Linked DNA regions of Onychostoma macrolepis: region 1 is linked to region 2. The links are chromatin contacts, called in public Hi-C maps. All regions are on one chromosome and are shown on one strand. Each heading gives the region's core, a stretch centred on a gene start, on an enhancer-like site or on the middle of the called end of the contact. The rest is flanking DNA. Distances are from core to core; before and after follow the strand shown.

Region 1 (2,700 bases), core at 102-2,601, 140 kb before region 2:
TTTCAGACTGCCGATCACTCCAAATACAGCACTCGCCACATAGCGCAGGTACTGCTTAGTTAAACCCATGGCAAGCCAGAGGCTGTAGACACACACAAAAACAACAGCAGGGGAGTATTGTCAGATGTGCTGCTCCTTTAATCTAGAAAACTGTGCACAATTTGTCATGTGATCACATATTTAGGAAAAGACCAATCATACTGTATAAAGCTGCATATCAAAGTAAATTCTACATGACTTAAAACACGTTTTATGTCAAAGCAAATGCATTTGCAGATGGAAATTGGCTAGTAGCTAAAGCCTCTTTTTAATTATGAGATTAATTTTTTATGCATGATCCCTGACAATGAATACATAAAAAAAAAAAAAAAAAAAACGTAATTATTGGTGAACAGCTAATGTATAAAACAGTAATACTGAGATTGTTGGAAAATATAATTATATTACATATAGAGACTGTAGTGGAAAAAATAAATGCTAAGTTACTACATGTTTAATATTATTTTTATATAGCTGTACCCTGTTAACATTTTAACATCAGATCTGTGGTTGTGACGTTGTATAATGGTTAATAATAGTTATTCGGCTACTACAAATGACTCTCACAAGTACCTTTAAAATCTACGATTTCTAAGTGCTAAATTCATTGCTAAGTTCATCAAATGAAAGTGAGCAACTGTTACTCCAACACCACGCTTTGAGGTCCATATGACCGTATACACAGCAACGAGAACCACATGCAGGCCGTTTAATCTCATTTAAAGAGCAATATATGCAGATAACAAAGTTCAAAATAAGCCACTGCGTATAGAAAATGTAGTTACATACTTTGTCGATTAGATGTATATTGTATCTGCAGTCCTTTATGAAAATATTGCTTCTGTGGATGTGGAGAACTTCTACATGCTCTCAGTCGCATGTGTGACATCAAGTAAAGACAAAAGTGGTAGATTACCGAGCAGAACTACGATGTTACTTCACGAAATGTTTCAAGAATTTATGTTTTTATAGACATCTGTATCACGCTAAAATATTGTTCGGAATGCTTCCTCATTATTCACACTGCTTTATGCGTTTTATTTATTTGCTCTTCTTATGAATTATGTGTACGGTATCGATTACTTCGGTCTGTGAGTGTGAAATCATGGTGCTGTCCACGAGGCGTGTCAGTGTGCTTATAATGAAAACTTAGTTTAATTTATTTATTCATTATACTTTATTATGCTTATTTTAATTTAACGATGACACTAGAACGTCGATTAAAATATGTGTTTCAGTATTGTATAGGTCTGTGCGTTTTCTACACGGAGCGACAACTTAGCTACTGCCCCTACTGCATTCCCGGAAGTGATGATTTTTGTCCTCGTGAATCAGCTGATCAGGAAGCTCGCTGAATGTTGCAAACACGATGTGTTGACCACAAGCAGCTAAAATCACATTTTAACAATGGCTAATTTAAAAGCGGAAGCACTGGAAGATGACAGTAATCTTTAAATCTATCTTTAACGGATTAGTTGGAGCTAATGTGTTTTTTTTTTTTGCAGTAGGAAGGACTCAATAGCTGCATCATAGGACATCTGGTAGGTTGCTGGTTATAATTTGCATTTTCATCAAGTCAGTATAAACCTGTGGTTAGAATAAGTATGAAGTGTTACTTTCCTTTTTATACTCTTTAAAACTGTGTTGTGTTGCATTGTTTGTAGGTGTCTATCGCGTTCGAGATGAAACTTTTATTTGGAGAAACTCATAACTTTGTTGTTGAAATTTAATTTAGGTAGTCGACTTTTACGCATGCATCTCATTTCTGCTGAATATCTTATCTGTTCCTGAAGTCCTGTCTGTCTGCACTGATAGTGCTTCTCTGTTGTGCTTGAAAGTCAATTACACTCATGAACACTACACTTCTCATACTGCAGCTGGCACAGGAAGTTTTGCTGAATACTTTTACAATTGTTGTCACATTTTGAAAGTTTGGGAATTCATTTATTTTATTTCATTGTGGCTTTGTTTTATGTTAATTAATTTTGATCATTTCATAAATTTTTTTTTTTGAGTTATTGAATGTGAATCAAAGTAAAAAAAAAAATTAAAAAAATACAAAACTTACTAAATTGGTTCTCAACCAGGGGGCCCGGGGCCCACTAGAGGGCCTCAGCAGACTTCCAAGATGACTTTATTGTTTAAATGGGCTATGTTTAAAATAATCGAGCTTAATATAAAATGCTTAAGTCTAGAAATCACAATATATAATATTTAAATTAACTTATTGTATTGAGTATAGTATTGAGCTCTCAAATATTGTTTTAGACAATGGTGGCCCCGAACAGCATTTCTCGGTCTTAAATTCTTTGAAGTCTGTCATTGTAACTACTGTCTTACATGTTTAAATGTGATGCAAACATCTCTGTATGTATGCGTTTACGTGCTAATATAGCCCAGGTCAAACTTCAGTCTGTGTGTCAAATGTTGTGTCTGTCTGTGTCTTTTCAGTTCAAAATTACCCTGTGAAGCTACAGCATGGATCCCTTGGGAGCTCGTTCCCAGTTTGTGGAGGTCCAGAACCTTTCCACGTGGGACCAGCCTCAGGGAGTCCAGGACGAGGTGGATGGAGAAAACCACTTACTGGAGGAAGATGACCAGCTGACCAATCAGCTCAATTCCTTAGAGTCCCCTTTCCCCTTCAGACACGACATCAACAGC
Region 2 (2,700 bases), core at 166-2,665:
AGGGATTGAAAGAGGAATCTTAGCTTTTTTTTGTAGTACTACACCACCCATAAATAAATACATGGACTTTCAGTTTAGCCTTAAACATTTTAGAGAGAGAGGGTATTTATCATGAGGACGTTCAAGCATACATTGTGTCCCAAAACGTTTCAAATCTTGTTTATTTGAACGTTTTGTTTGGACTATCACGCTCCGGTTAAACACAGATAGATTGGAGTCAAATAAAATGCCATTATATCAAAGTATGTGAATTAACATGCACCAATACATACAGTTCGGCAAAGACTGTCTACGAGAGACACTTTTAGCGGTGAGCATGACAATGTGACACCTGTACAAGTGTTTGCTCTTGATTACAGCGCCTCATCAAGCGGTTCATGCTCAAAACACCGGTCGGTATCTTTAACACGATGAAACAAATGTGTGCACTTACCGTGAGGGTCTTCTTATCATTCCGATCCATGATCCTCGCTTTGATCCGAAAGCTTCTCCGTGTCAAGGCGGGTTGGGTCGAGTCGTTATCTTCACGATAAACGGCGAGTCCACCCTCACCGCCGTCAGGCGTATTATTTATCTTAGACTAGCAATACAATAATCTGCTATCGATAAGGGCAAAGCAGTTTGATAAGAAAAGGAAAAAACAACCTATCGCAACCTAAGTAAACATAAAGAAAACTGGACAGGCGGATAGTAAACACAATGATACAGCACTAGGTGTTTCGTTATGCTTGTTAACGATAAAAGTTCGCGTCACATTACGCGCTTTCCACGGTAAATATCGCGAAGCGCGCACGGTGTTTCAGCCCAGGCCTGATCCGCTTGATGCCGTGGCAGCGTCTCTGAACCGGAGAGCGATATCGAGAGCCGATACAATAATGAAAGTAAACACGGGTGTATCGCAGCCGCTGGCTGATCCTCTCTACATACTGTCCTATTTTAATGGAAGATCACGCCGGCCTGCGCTGGACGTGTGCTGCGCCGTTTTCCTCCAGTAAAGGCATTCAGCTGGCAGCCGTGTAGCGGACCGATCCCGTCCTGCCGCTGCTGCATCACCTTGTCGGTGCCTCGGGATCAATCGGCGCCATAGACCATAAATCCACAATTAATGCCTGAAAGCTGCCAAGTTCACGTTCATGTCTGTGCTTCTATACACTGAAGCATTTGCGATTACCACCACCGCTTTCCTTACGTCTTGGTTTCTCCTTTATTTCTGTAGCCGTGTGCGCCGCCAGGCTCCAATATCCAGGATGTTGTTACTGCAACAGCTACTCCTCCTCTCAGTCCTCCAACATCCAGTCAGCTGCCGTTTGGTAAAGCCAGGGAGCGTCGCTCAAGTACGAGTCTCGATAGGCAACGCAAAATCAATGGCGGTCAATTATGGACAGTAGAGAGAAGAAAAAAAAAAACATTTATAGTTGTTCTTAATATGGACTTGTCGCACCTTTTCCACCTTTTTGAGTCTTCTTTATCGTTGTTTTTCTGTGTTTCTGTATGTTTGTGTTTTCTCAATTTTTTGCTCAGTTTGTCGTTTTAAAACATTTAAATAGGCATTTGCTTAGTTGTTGTTTAGATAGCTGAACTGTTACAATAGTGAACTGGCCATTAGAAAATTCTCATTACTTGAAATGAAACGAACATTAAATGAGATAAAATAAAAATGTTCGTTAAGTTTAAGCTGATGTATTAAAATAAATCTAAAACTTTATAAAAAACTATATAAACTTGTTTAAAAAACAAAACTGATCAAATATGACAAAACATAATACAAATAAAATAAATGACAAAACACAAAATTACTAAAACGTTAATTAAAATGAAAACATATCAAATAAAACTGAATTTAAAATAAAAACTATAGTATATCAATGATACCAAAATAACACTGGTTCACAGTAACATAGTTTTTGCAAAGAAAAATGCAAAGAAAAAATTTAAAAGGTCAAGATGATTAGTTGCAACTGTATTTTAATTGTTTAATGTTAAAATAATAACAAAAAGGTTTCATGTTTATTCATGTTATATTTATCTATAATGACTGGCTGGTTTTACACATTACTAAATGTCAAAATGATCAAGTTGTTTTACAACATTCATTAATGAGGCATTTTTAATTGCAACTGAATATATGTTCAATTTAAAGCAATCTTAAGGATGATTTACATATAATCAAATATATATGTTAAAAGATGAAACAATCTTAGGGACGATTTACATTTAATCAAATATACATTAAACTTCAGAGGATGCCGTCTTGGGGTTGAATATAAAATAGTTTGCACCTTCATATATCATAGATCCATCAAAGGACATTTTCACATTCTGCTGAGCAGCCGAAAAAAATGAGGCCATTTATATCTGTCTGTGACTTAGTCCTTGAGGTGCCATAAGTGTAGTTGTTTTCTCTTGATTTAAGGATGATTTACCAGAATAACCTACAGTGAGTGTCAGTGCTGTTGAAGGTTGTGGAGAAGAAATCTTGTATGTGTGAGTCAGTGAAGAAAGCAGTGGCCAAGGGAGTGGATCTGCTGTCAGTCAGTTTAAGAGGCACGCATTTGACACCCTGACAGAAGTCACTGTCAGAAAGAAGGAGTTTCGCTCTGCTGAGTTTCTCAGTTTTCTGTGAGAATATGACACGGATCACTGGCCAAAAGAAGAATCGCCTTAAACCTCAGACCATATACAACAAAAAAGACCAGATTA

The links. A called contact is a pair of places that touch in the nucleus more often than the background predicts.
Region 1: a contact with region 2 is called in a Hi-C map of muscle, with 6 times the contacts expected there. The contact joins the promoter of gdap2 here to the promoter of man1a2 in region 2. A contact is called at or near these places in 2 of 2 Hi-C or Micro-C datasets (both in muscle).

Annotation. Positions count from the first base shown.
Region 1 is chr09:15,387,604-15,390,303 of ASM1243209v1, reverse strand. It overlaps gdap2 (ganglioside induced differentiation associated protein 2), which reads left to right and starts at 1,351. Exons shown (of 14, transcript XM_058788214.1): 1 at 1,351-1,580; 2 at 2,491-2,700. The coding sequence starts at 2,518. wdr3 (WD repeat domain 3) reads right to left here and starts at 1,317. Exons shown (of 27, transcript XM_058788213.1): 1 at 829-1,317; 2 at 1-82. The coding sequence starts at 69.
Region 2 is chr09:15,245,928-15,248,627 of ASM1243209v1, reverse strand. man1a2 (mannosidase, alpha, class 1A, member 2) reads right to left here and starts at 1,415. Exons shown (of 14, transcript XM_058786583.1): 1 at 434-1,415.